Regions from separate parts of the Mus musculus genome. Here regions 1 and 2 are each linked to region 3. A link is a contact called in public HiChIP or PLAC-seq data. All regions are on one chromosome and are shown on one strand. Each heading gives the region's core, a stretch centred on a gene start, on an enhancer-like site or on the middle of the called end of the contact. The rest is flanking DNA. Distances are from core to core; before and after follow the strand shown.

The links. HiChIP or PLAC-seq counts read pairs in DNA pulled down with a chosen protein or histone mark.
Region 1: an H3K27ac HiChIP or PLAC-seq map of embryonic stem cells shows a contact between it and region 3, with 4 times the contacts expected there. The contact joins two enhancer-like sites. A contact is called at or near these places in 1 of 15 datasets of contacts at CTCF or cohesin (the G1E-ER4 cell line), 2 of 484 Hi-C or Micro-C datasets (adipose-derived mesenchymal stem cells and embryonic stem cells), 2 of 115 datasets of contacts at active chromatin or transcription factors (both in embryonic stem cells) and 1 of 9 other capture datasets (adipose tissue).
Region 2: an H3K27ac HiChIP or PLAC-seq map of embryonic stem cells shows a contact between it and region 3, with 6 times the contacts expected there. The contact joins two enhancer-like sites. A contact is called at or near these places in 4 of 484 Hi-C or Micro-C datasets (brain, cortical neurons and embryonic stem cells) and 6 of 115 datasets of contacts at active chromatin or transcription factors (SST interneurons, VIP interneurons, embryonic stem cells and 1 more).

The regions. Positions count from the first base shown.
Region 1 is chr13:18,808,697-18,813,147 of GRCm38.p6, reverse strand. It overlaps Vps41 (VPS41 HOPS complex subunit), which reads right to left. Exons shown (of 29, transcript NM_172120.4): 8 at 2,597-2,716; 9 at 1,435-1,581. Among named protein-coding and RNA genes, the nearest start is that of Vps41, 94 kb to the right of the region's middle. Within about 2 kb of position 1,992, at least 27 of the 459 cell types and tissues checked have an H3K27ac peak or open chromatin away from gene starts, as enhancers often do. A contact at or near this core is called in embryonic stem cells, where this site is marked.
Region 2 is chr13:18,840,521-18,844,788 of GRCm38.p6, reverse strand. Vps41 (VPS41 HOPS complex subunit) reads right to left here. Exons shown (of 29, transcript NM_172120.4): 17 at 3,539-3,631; 18 at 2,509-2,636; 19 at 1,176-1,320. Among named protein-coding and RNA genes, the nearest start is that of Amph, 110 kb to the left of the region's middle. Within about 2 kb of position 2,013, at least 9 of the 459 cell types and tissues checked have an H3K27ac peak or open chromatin away from gene starts, as enhancers often do. A contact at or near this core is called in embryonic stem cells, where this site is marked.
Region 3 is chr13:19,135,682-19,140,205 of GRCm38.p6, reverse strand. Amph (amphiphysin) reads right to left here. Exons shown (of 21, transcript NM_175007.2): 18 at 2,464-2,670; 19 at 774-1,034. Among named protein-coding and RNA genes, the nearest start is that of Gm31887, 56 kb to the left of the region's middle. Within about 2 kb of position 2,110, at least 59 of the 459 cell types and tissues checked have an H3K27ac peak or open chromatin away from gene starts, as enhancers often do. A contact at or near this core is called in embryonic stem cells, where this site is marked.

The DNA.
Region 1 (4,451 bases), core at 743-3,242, 330 kb after region 3:
CTTGCAGACAGTGATATTTTAGAGTCACCCACCTAAGGATCACTACACTATGGAGCATTGTAACGCAGACAAACTCAAAGAGAAAAACAAGAGTGAACAACATCCCAGTCTAAGGACACCATTAGTAACTCTACCACAGAGCTACTGCTATTAATGTAAAGGCTTACTATAAATACTAAATATCATTTAAATATTCTTCTACCATTGTAATCATTAATGTCACTATAACAATGTATCATGAGAAACTATTGTAACTTATTTGATCAACTTTCTTATTTCTCATTTTTTTATTTCTATCCATGAGTATTATAAATAATAACAGCATGCTCAGTATACTTAAATATAAAATGTTAAGGACATTACTTAGGCTCAATGACTAGATATATAAAGCTGCCAGATCAATGGTTAGATGTTTTATCTTTTTGTCTGATTCCTTCTTTAATGCACATGTCTAAATTTGTCTTCAGCACAGGAGCAACCGGGTGAAGGGCTCAGAGAATACTTTTCTAATGTGTGACAAAAACGCATGGCTGCAGACAACTGAAGATCCACAACTATGGGACTGGCTGCTTTTCTCCCTAATTGCTTCTGGACATCTGTCTCCTCTTTACTTCCCCCAGCTGCCTTCTCTTTCCGGTGAACTTCTGAGTTTATAAGAGCCCTACTCTCCCTTCCGGCCCCTCGCTTACTAAGGAAATTATTGAATCATCTCAGGAAAATATCTCACAATGCCAATCACGTTATGAACAACGAGCCAGGGCCTCTATGCCATTGAATTATAAACAACGAGCCAGGGCCTCTATGCCACTGAATTATGAAATATGCAGGTGACTTAGGTTTACCCTCAGCTCACGGCCATGAAAAACTCAAATGAGCCGAACGATCAAAACTAAAGACAAAGAAAGGATGATATGAAGATCAACACCTTTGACTAAGCCACCAAAATCAACCACACGTTCCATAAACAGCCAAGGAACTGCGGTGGGATCATGGGAAACTAAAACAGAACTCAACAAATACAGCATCATTCTGAGAACAGAAAAGGGCAATTAGTTTGCCCATCATAGAAAAGGAAAGCACAGCTGGGCGTGGTGGCGCACGCCTTTGATCCCAGTACTCGGGAGGCAGAGGCAGGTGGATTTCTGAGTTCAAGGCCAGCCTGGTCTATAGAGTGAGTTCCAGGACAGCCAGGGCTACACAGAGAAACCCTGTCTCGAAAAACCAAACCAAACCAAACAAAAAACAAAAAACAAAAAACAAAAAAAAAAAAAAAGAAAAGGAAAGCACATCTTAAAGTCTGTACTTGTAAAATAAAGTGGTGCTTCATCCTAGCACCACAGTGTTCAGATGAAAATATCAGGTTTGCCAGAAACCAGTCATGAGTACAATAAATCTGTAATGATTTGGATTTAATAGAAAGACCAAGTAAACGACCTTGATGGAAGTTCCCCAGCCAATAATGAGTGTCACATTGTCCTTCCAGCAGAGGCTGCAGGGGTACATGTCTGGGCGAAGACTTATGTCATCTCGGGGCACATTGCTGATTCTTTGCTTTGAGGTGATGTCAAAAACCTTCACACCCTACAAACCAAAGCAACATTAAATTAAGTGTCTTGTATCTCAGAGAGGGATCGAGCAAAGCAAGACGTGTCGCACTCAAACCCATAACGCTGTTCACTGGGCACGCCCAGGAGCCATACAAGGCCATGGACTTTCTTTATACAAACCCTTTGAGAACCAAAGCTGCAAGGCTCCTTTCTGGACAAAGGCTGTTATTAGTGGAGGGCGTAAGTAACACAAATCCAGCACAAACATGTTTTGCACAGAGACACCAAGTTTGCTTTCAACCTGATAGGTGGCGAGCATTTCTAAAGGAATTCTTCGGAAAGAGAATGAGTTTTAGTTTTTCAGAAAGCTTTGGGTCTGAAAACCCATCCATTCAAAGACAACATGTGACCCTTCAGAGTGCTCAATGGAACCTTCAAGTGCCTCTGGCTGATCAGGAGCCTGGAGACTGGCTGTTGTGAGGACAATCCCAGCAGCAGGGTTGAACTGAGACAATGTCAACTCTTTCTGACCAAATGCAACTGATTTTCTCAGCTACGTGTTGAAATTTCAGAAAACATGACAGATATGAAAAAGACTACTCTTTAAACTTCCTCCAAGCCCCACTTTACATAAAATAAACTTTAAGTGCAATACTGAGAGTACAATACACTTTTCAAATGACAGGCCCATGATTATACCTGGAGTAAAGAGGAAGTCACAACTTGCTTCTCTCAGTGCTCATGAGCGCCGGGTGAATGGCATTTCCAGAGCACATGCCTGAAGCAGCCCTGCAATGATTAAGGTGGCTTTTCATTTTCTTCGTTGCTCTGTGCCTCACTTTCTTCCTCTAAAGAGATTTTAGTCCACAATGTGTTGGGAATTGCTGTAGTATGAAAACCCAGGCGATCTGACTTCCTTAAGCTGAGGTGTGGTATCAATCACCCATACCTATCAGAATTCTAACTCCACCGAGTCTCTGTCCTGCCCTTTCCATCTGGCAATCTGCTGCCACTGTGCAAGTGCTAGAGAGACAGACAAGTGCCTTTACCATATTGTTGGCCCAAGCAATCAGATGGCCTCTCCACTTCACACTCCTTATGTTTCCTTCCCCTTCGTGTAGCACAGAAGACTTCCATCTGTTCATCCAGGTCCGTTCAAACAGCAGCAGCTGAGGACACAGCAAAACACAGGCTTTCAGGTCTCCAGAGTCACACAGAAGATCCTTCACTCATCCTCTCTGCCTGTCAGTGTTACCAAGTGACAAACAAGCCGCTCTCAGTATTTTTTTATGCTTATTTTAAATAGATACCCTCGTTTTGGAAACAATCCCCTACATATCTTGAACTGCCTGAATTCCTATTTAAATTAGACGAGCACTGAGGATATGACAAGTCTCAGCCACAAGATGGCACCAAAACACCACGACTCGGGGCAAACAATGCCTTAGTGAATCCAGCTTCAGGACGGCTTTTCAACTGGGAACTAATTAACTGTGTAAACCGGGAAATCAGAACCTTTTAAGTTTCTCACTGACAAAGAGAGTCATCACAGGTTCAACTGCTTTAGTTGGAAGCGAGCATCTTTTTTTTTTTTTATTTAATCCAAAGCAAATAATGTGACATTATCTTTTTAACAGTAAATCAAATCACAAAGTATGAACCATTTGCTTTAAGATTTGGGATCTTTACATTTTCCACAGTAGCTAGACACTATATAAAGATTAGAATCTATTGTGAAGTCCCACTGACTATTTTAAAATAAAATATAACTGGTCAAAACTCCTTAATTCTGAAGAAGACACAGGTCTGATAATTCATCCACTGAGAACATATTCTTCTTGATATACTCAACTTCAACTCTTTAAGCAGTGCCACCTATAGCATGTATCGCTGAAAGCACAACAACCAGACGTATGTGTGTTACTGCTGTCTGCTACACTGAGGACAGAGGCTGAGAGAGGTCTGGGGTGAGGCGGAGATGAGCTTCACTATTGTCGGCCTAGAATGCTGGTGTAGATAGAGTTCTTGGTCTACTATCCCTCTGCCATCATACTCTAGGATTGTTGGCAGGTGCCACCATTCCTGGCAAGAGAATTTTTAAAATTCCTTTCAGTTTACCTCAGTGTTTTGTGTATCTACTACCAGGCCCTAAGTATAAGGGAGGAAACATCAGGGGCAACCTAGAAATTGATGCTATACAATTAAAGTTATATATGACAACCACAGATAAACTAAAAACATGGCAACTACTGAGCACAATATGGAGATGGACAAAATCAGGACTATCAGTCAGTGTGTCTGTCTATCTACCTACCTATAAATATCTGTCTCTATATGTGTATTATCAATATAAAGATACTTAAGATATTAAAAATACTACAAAATAGTATTTTCTATGATACCACTTAAATATGAATAAATAGCCACATAATAAATATTTACACAGAAAGTAGTATAGAAATATGAAGCATATATTACAAAGTAATCATAATTCTAGAAAAGGGTATGAAGAAATCTTACATAGAAATTTTTCTAATTATTCATGTGATTTTTTTTATAATGTTAACTCATTAATAAGGATGAAGTCCACGTTTTACAACCAAGTTTAATTTAGGGAGCTGGATGAAGCGATAAAAAAACATACTGAAATCTTAAAAGAGGACAAAAATGTGCTTCCAAATTAATTTACAGAAGCCACCACTATTTTTTTAATTAAAAGATCTTTGAGAATTTTATGAGAACTGTATTTACATGGCTTCTACTTCTCCTTCCTCTTCCTCCTGAATTCATGACCTCTCCTTTAATTATTGCTACACACACACACACACACACACACACACACACAAGCCATCGTACAAGTACAACCTGCAGAGTCTATTTAGTGTTGCGACTATGTACATGTGA
Region 2 (4,268 bases), core at 764-3,263, 300 kb after region 3:
GGATGGTAGCCCACCAGACAGAACACTAGGTTCTTGTTGACTTTGCAACTGAAGTCTGTTACAGATGTCATTTTTCTCTATAAATAAGTGTGTTTGATTATTCCAAAGAACTTTTCTAACTAGAAAACTATGATATCTTAACTCTGGTTCAAATTCTTTAAATAGCGATGAGTTTCAGTTCAACCATCTTTTTCTCACTGGTGCATACAGTAATTAGACTTTCAAGACACAGGGGAAAATGGATAAGGAAACTATAACTCTTCTAAATCGTATACTTGTTTATTTGAATGTGTTCACGCACACATGTGCACATGCACGCGCCTTACAGCATGTGTGGCCCAAGGACAACTCGGAGGAGAAGGTTCTTTCCTTCTATCCCAAGGATCCTAGGGACTAAACTCAGGTCTTCAGGCTTGGTGACAAGTGCCTTTACTGTCTGAGCACTCACTCTGTGACTAAATTATATATGAGCAGCTCATCTTTTTTATTAGTGTATTTCTGTGAGTAATGGGTTTCATAAAGATTTTCTTACAAGTACACCATGAACTTTGACTACTTTCATTCCCCCATACTCTGGAAGGAGTCTTACTAGTCCCTTGGTTCTTCCAGCCTGCCTGCCTGCCTGCTTTCCCTTCTTCCTGTTTTTGTGAGACAGGGTCTCACTATGTAGCCCTGACTTGCCAAGTCAACCTTTTCTTTCCAAGTGGCTTTTGGCTTTAGTCTTTATCACCACAAAAAACAAGCTAGGACACGGTTTAAAATTTAGGCTCTAAACCGAAGTTCATTTAAATTTCCATGTAGAGACAAAGATTAAAACAGTGCAATAAACGAAAGTATAGGCTGTTTTTCTTTCTTATGAATTACATAGATTGTTTTGTTTTTAAAGTTCAAATACCTCTGATAAAGCACTACACTGATGTTGGGGCACAGCCCAGTGGAATAAGCTGTGCTTATTATATACAAGGCTTGATCCCTATCTCTCTCCTATCAACCACAAGAAAAGTGCCTGACATTAAGCTACAATGGCTTTCACAACAACTATGCAAAGAAAGGTGCGTCAGAGGGTTTTAAGCATGGCCAGCATATGGTCAAGTATGTGACTCACTTGGGCAAGTGGCCATGACTAAACCTTTGAATAGTTAACAGTTAATACATAGTAATAAGAAAAGTATTACCTCTGAATCAAAATCCATTAATAACACAATTTTATCCTTGATGGAGCTGAAAAGATTATGCTTGTGTATCAGTTGGAAAACATCTTTATGTCTTAACGTTAAGTATATTTCCAGAGCATTGCCATAATTTTTGTCATAGGTGTACCTGATAATAAAAAATTAATACTTATTAATTGTTATAACTAAAATGCACAGATATTATGTTTCATAATAGTAAAAGCTGAAATAGTTGTTCAAAGAGAAGAGTTTACTACGGCAAGTGTTCACTGAGATTTAAAATGCATGGTCCCCTGGTACTCCTTTCAGAAGCCTGACTTTCCTCTCATCAAATTTGCAAAACTGTGTAATATTCAAGTAATAAGTGTTTCTTCTTGCAACCTCAGCCTCCACGATGTATAGACATCTATATTTCAGACATGAACCTGTGGTCCAGAATGAAGGAAAAGCTCTTCTTAATCAATAGAGGAATTGGTCTTAATTCCTGTACATAATGTTCAGCTGACAAATACATTATATTTCAGGAGCTCATTTGTAGGGGTGTTGTATAAAACTAAAACATATTTTTCCATTGAAACAATGTTTTCACACACAGTCCCTCATGTAAGCCAGGAGAGCCAGCTGACCAGAAATTACCCCGCTGTTCGTACTAACAGTATTAAAGAGTCCAGTTGCCCCAGAAGATGCTTCTGAGAGAAACCAGAGTGCTCTGCATAAGGATGCCACAACCATGACTCCCCTGTGCCAAGGCTCATGCAGCCTTTTCTCCAACTCTGACAGAATTGGTCAGAGAGGGCAGTGTGAGGTCTGTGGCTCCTGAGGAAGGCATGTAGCAGGCCCTCCTTCTCGGACTGGCCTGTGGTACACCATCTGGCGCCCTACCCTGAGGTTCCTTGAGGGTCTAGCTCATCTTTGTGTTCAGACATATGGCACAAAAGCCAGATGGGAGTACTCCCAAAAGAAAAACATACTCACCAAACATCACTTGCTGAGCCCTAACTTTCAAGTCTGAAAGTATCCCTATAACGAATGTGCCCTGTAATTTTACAGATAAAGATGCGGGTTCAGAAAAAGCAATAGACTTGCAGACTTAAAAATAACAGAATCCAGAACCTGTCTCACTGGGAAAGCCTGAGGGAGCCTGGTACTCTCCTCGCCAGGACCCGTCCACACCACACCATTCCTCTGGCAGACAGATCTCACTATAATGCAGCTTCACACACTCATCGTCCAGTTATTCACTGAGACTTAGAAAAAAGATCCCAACTAAGTAGACGGCGGAAAATGAAAGGGCCTTGTCCCCATTCTGAGATTTCAAGAACTAAAACATACTCACAATTCTGCCAGTGTTTTCAATAACGTTTTGTTCTGACTGTCCTTCTTCAGGTGGTCTCGAACTGCCTGAACTATCACGGAATTGTTATATAGATCTCCAGGCCACTCTCTGATCAATGTGGCAAAGCCCTAACCAGAAAGAACAGCAGAAAAAGAACACTCTTCATAGGGTGGTACTGTGATGTTCACAGCTGGGTTTCAATCTGCCCTCTTTTGTTATTTAACCACTCCCCAGTGCAGGCCATTAAAGGATAGTGCATTATAAGAGCACCTTCAGAGGGTCCAGCCCCCTTGCCCAGGAAGGAAGAATGCTAAGTAAGCACACAAGGCCTCTCTGGGTTTTCCCTCCTCTCTATTAGCCATCATGCCTATGCAATGAACTTTCCATAAATGTCTAACATGCCAAGGTTTAGTGATTTCCTGACTGGCAAAATGGAAGGCAAGAAAACGGAGAAGCCGGGACTCCAGAGAAGTGGTCCAGCACTCCTGAGGATAAGTGGACGGATAAGTGGATGGACTGGGACTCACATTCCCCTGCCTCAGCTTCCTGAGCAGCTGGGGTTACGAGTGTGCACTACTGAGCTTAGGGTTCTTCCATTTGCTTGTAGTTTTTACAACCTGATCTTTAGTGTTTGTACAGGACAACATTTTTCATGGGGAGTTCTTATGAAACACTGCTACTTGATTCATTATATGAATCACTCATTTAAAATTAAACCTTAAAATGAGAAAAATAAAAAATAATACTTAAATTATTTCTATAGTTTAATGACAATAAAAATGATTTCTTCCTCAGTGGTCCTAATGAGGCAGACATGACACAATGTGCAGGAGAAGTCTCCAGACTCACAGTCAAGGCTGACTTTCTCCAGCCACTCAGAACAAGAATTAGTAGGATAATTTGGGTGATGTAATTTAAATCACTTTCATATAAAATCCATCTGACACCAATGTGAAAGCATAAAAAAGTCAATTTCTAGATTTTGTAACACATGCTGAGAACAAGCCTTGTTTGTGGGAGAATTCCTTACCTCATAGTCACTTTCCAGAAATTCGTGCAAAATCATTTCATAGATGAGTGGTTTCAGAACTGGGTCCCCTCGAGGTAAATAGGGACTAATTGCCTGGGGAGGAAGGAAAAGTCCTTTCAGGTAAGACACTAGTGTCCCAAACATGCAGACAGCAGAACAGCAGAGTTTTAACCTTCAAAATTTTAGGTATCAGGATACTTTGGAACACTAAGAAAAGATTCAGATAAACTCTGCTACCTATCAGGAAGCTACAAAATATTTCTGAAAGTGTGTAGTGAGTGAGTGTGTGTGTAGGAATCAATAGTACAAAAGTGCATTAATCTTTACTCTTTTCTTTTTAATTAATTCATGAAAATCCAATAATTAGAATAACTACTTCTTTTAACTTTCCTTATACTTGGTATAACACATCAATTAATACTTTAAAAGTCAACCATCTTATGAAGCAAGCATGCCACCAGCGTGTGACATTGCCACCAGTGTGTGACAATGCCACATTGAAGCTCATTGCTTTATAATTTAACTTTTAAAAACATGATATAAAATTTAACAGTATAGTCTTAATTTCAACAGAGTATTCAAAAGGCTCACAGATGATAAACAAATCAAAACTGGGTGACTGGTGTGCATGCTGTGTCCAGGGGTAAGGATGCCGATCAAGCGCTAAAGCCTCCTGGCAGAGCTGCAGTCAGGGGTGTGAGCTGCCTCCTGCAGCTCACAGATCAGCTGA
Region 3 (4,524 bases), core at 861-3,360:
CGCGGTGAGGACCTGCCTATCAAAATGAGCAAGGCTCTGTCTCTAAATTTAAAAGTACAAAGGTTTGAAGCAAAGCAGCAGAGTGTTTGTTTGCTTAGCATGCGCAAGGCACTGACTTTGCTATCAGGACAGCAAAACAAAGAACCAACCAAGCAAAACAAGGGCTGTGTTTTGAAATACAGTATCAAGTTAAACAATGCTTACAATTTCTAATCAGCTTCTTCTTGGGACCTTATCTGCCACACCACTGGGCTGGCTGTAACTGGCATTTCTGGGCAATTACTATGGTTGTTTTATTGAGGGATAAGAAGGCTTTAGTCCCTGGCCAGGAAATCTTTCTTCCCAGGGATGGAGGCTTGCTTGCTTTTTTTCTCCCTTTTCACAGAAGGCCCATAGTGCCTTTAGACACTTGGTTTTGGACTATTTGTTGATCCCTCATTCTGCATTTGGACTGAATGACTTTGTGTCCTGCCTGGTTGACAACTCCTTACGAAACATACTGTGACTTGAAAGGCCTGGTCTGAGTCAGGCTAATCAGACACAGCTCTGAAGGAGGCATGGAAAAGTACTATCATAGATCTTGCTTGCCTAAAACACGGGCTTCGGGTCATTTTCCCAGGAAAAAATCAGGGTAAAGGGAAAGCAAATTTGAAAAAAAAAAATACACAAAACGACGACGAAGACAACAACAACAGAACCCACACACTGGAAAACCAGAACAAGGTGCAAAGAGAACTCAAATGACAATGACCCTGAAGTGACAATACAAAGACCTTGTAGAGAAAGCCAGGAGGCAGTTCCTGAGTGGCATCCCCTGCAGACAGCGAGGCATCCACAGCACCTGCAGATGCAGGCAGAGTTGCCTGAGAATCCAGAGGCGTGGGCTCTGTAGCCACTTCCTGCTTCTCACCCGCTGAGCCCTGGGCAGCCACATCCTCAGCGGCCTCCCTCGGTTCAGTACCCGTAGCAGTTTCTTGGTGTTCTCCTTCTCCTTCATGGTTGGAGGCTGGCTCAATGACAACAGAAGGGATGACCTGGTGGGTAGAGAAATGGACAGCGTCATGGCCTGGAAAATGATAGGTGTACTTGCTCCTAGGTCAGTGTCTTCTCCCAGCCACCCACTTTCTCTGTCCCACTAACCCACAGTTCCAAGCCCACTAAGTTTGCAGACTGTAGACCTACACCTTGTGTTTGTCCTGACTTTTTCACTGTCTCTCTTGAGTACTAAACAATTAGTGGGAATTCTATCTTGATCCTTGAGCAGACACACTCCTGGAAAATGGGAGGGTCCTACGAGGGTTTGCCATGGTTGTTCATGACCGCCCATGTGGCCTGGCACATACTGACTTTGATTGCTGCAGGGCAACAGGAGGAGACAGAACCACCTCTAACTTCCTGTGTGTGCTCATCTGTTTCCTTGAAAACTGGGATAAGCTTCTATAAGAGAGGCCCTCTAGGGAATCTGAGATGCTCTAATAATGATAAACATGAAGTAGTGATAATAGTAATTCAGAGACACTACTTATACTGAGTTCCCAGCAAAGGCTTTGTAGGGAGGGCAATCACTCAAATAGCTCTATCATTTTTATCACACTCCTCCTTCCCTTCTCCATTATGGGTTTTCTCATTGTGGTGGTCTGAATAAAAATGGCCCCCATGGACTCATAAAGAGTGGCATCATGTGATGTTTGGAGGAAATGTGTCACTATGGTGGGAGGTGGACTTAGAGGTTTCAGAAGCTCAAACCAGGCATAGCAGCACACTGTCTCTGCTGCCTGTGGACCCAGAAGTAGAACTCTCAGCTCCTTCCCCAGCACCTTGCACCAATGTCCGCATGGCACCACACTTCCCACGACAGCTGTAATGGACTAAACCTCGGAACTATAAGCCAGCCCCAATTAAATGCTTTCCTTTATAAGAGTAGCTGTGGTCATGGTGATTGTTCACAGCAATAGAAACCCAAAGACACTCCTCATCTGTGCCCTTCCCCCAGCCTTGAGTAGGCTAAACAAACCCACACATGTTTTACAACCAAGCTGCAGTCATCTGGCCTCACTGCATTTGCGATTTCCTACAGGGGGTGTGAGGAGTAGACCACCTGCTGAGCGGGTTTTGCAACTCAATCCAGCTGAAACAAAGGATGGGAGGGGAGGTCTGTGGGCTTTCCCTATATAAACACAGTGCGGAATCTTAAACTTTGAGCCTTGATCAGAACTTTGTCTTGGCTTACCCTGTCCGTTTTCATTTCCAGCCCCCCTTCCAGGTAACACAGTTCATCCACAGCCATGGATGGCTACACTCATCTATGCTTTATTCCCTCTATCATGACTGAAGCTTCTTTCTCCTTCCGTGTTTCGGCCACAGGTGTAGGAAGTCCATTCCACACACAGGCAGCTACTGCCCAGCCAAGTAGGAAAGACCCCTCTAAACAGTGCTCTTCTAAGTTCCTCAAGGAACCCTTACCTGAGGAGCACCCGCTTCGGGCTCCACTGGTTGAGGGCTCTCACTGATTGCAAGCTCCGTGCTTTCCCCGTCAATTTTGGCTCCCTCTGGACTTCCTCCTTCTCCAGCAGGGAGGGCTGCCTTCTCTGCCTCTGCTTCCTCCACCGGGGCACCCTCAGTTGGCACTGCAGTTTCCACAGTCTCGCCAGTATCAGTTGCGGGAGGGATCTGTAAGGTAGAGGGAAGTCACTATGCCTGTGTCTCCACAACCTTCACGAGGCCTCAGGCCCACTCCATCATTCTTCCTTAACTGCTAAAGCCCTAGCACTGAGCTGCTTTGCCATAAACAAAATTCCAGGAGTCGGGCAGCAGAAACTGCTTATTCAGAGCACACTCTTCCTCAGAGCATCCAATGATATGGATTCAGTGTCCCTTGGTTTTCCCTGCAGCCACGTATGGTGGATGGCATTGAAACAGGTGACATTGAAAGTATAACAACGTAAAAACAGAATTCTAGGCCTTTAGGCCCAGGCTTGGGAATGTGGCCTTTGTAAAGGTATGCTAATCATAAAAGAGATAGCGACATTCCTCCACCCACCCGCTTCCTGGGTTCAAAGAGTGCTCATTCAAAGAAAGTCACCCTGGCCATTACCAGAACCTGCAATGCAAATGTGCTATTGTTAGAGGCTCTTAGAAGCTGTCTTGAGAGTTAACAATTACCAGGTATTCCTTGTGACTCTTGTAACTTTACACTTCCTTGTGACTCTTAACTGGTATCTTTGGTATCTTCCAACAACGCCCTCCCCACTTCCTTGAGTTTCTGGTTTCTTCCTTTAAATACCCCCTTACCCAGCTACTCGGGGCGCCACGGTCCTCTACCCCTGCGTGGTGTATGACCATGGGCCCGAGAGCGCTCTTGAATAAAAATCCTCTTGCAATTTGCAGCAAGACCCGTTTCTTGTGGGTGATTTTGGGGTGTCGCCTCTCCTGAGTCAGAATGTGGGGGAGCCCTCACATTGTGGGTCTTTCAACATATACCATTATTTAGAGGATATTGGTAATTGGTGGGTGGATCTTCCTCAATAAGCTATTGTGTTTGTTGTTGTTGTTGCTGCTGCTGCTGTTGCATGAAAGCAGATTGCAGTGGATTGAGCTTTAGGGAGCACCTGTTACAACACTGAAGAGACCTGGGCTCCTGTGAGGCCTGGCTCATGGAGAAAGAACACAGTGTCCCATCATGTAGTCACAATCACGATGGCTGTACTTTGTGATGTTCGCCACATCTGTGTAGATAAGGCTTCACAGCTGAATCACCTTCAGGGAACGGGATGAAGGTGGGGTTTCCCCCAAAAGAACACTAGGGGATGAGGGGATCAGAGGGGATCAGCAATACATAAATCCCCATGGAGCCATCTGCTGGCTAGGGGAATGGCACAATCAGACTTTGAGTCTTTACTAAATGAAGCAAAATTGAAAAAGTTTCCAGTAGTATTTAAAATGTGTGCTGATGAAATAAAGGGGGCACCGTCACAAGTTTTAAATTTGGACCACACTGGTTTAAAGTCTAACCTTTAATAGGACTCTAGTAATATCGGCATAGCAGACCTGAAGGTAGACTAAAAAGGACTACTGAGAAAGAATGCTAAGTCTGAGTTTATATAGTATACCCAGGACACATATTGCAAAAATTGGTCTAGCTTTCTGATGGGGTTAGCATCACCTGGTGCTTTCCTTTTCTGAATCAGCTCGGTGCTATTCATTGTATTAAGTCAGGAGAGCCATATTCTTGCAAGCATTGGCTCTCCAGCCCTGACTTCTGAAGTAGGCAGTGGAGAATAGCAGGGTTCATGGGCATCACGAATGTGGCATGGGAATGTGACCTCACACAGGCACTCATCATGGTATTCTCTAAGGCCTCTCCTCTGCCTCAAAGTCACAGCTACTGTGTTTCTTAAAATAATCTTCCATATGTGGCTGGAGAGATGGCTCAGCAGTTAAGAAACTGCTCTTCCAGAAGACTCAGAGTCAATTCCCAGCACCCAAACTGCCTCTAGCTACAAGATCTGAGACACTTATGAAGAC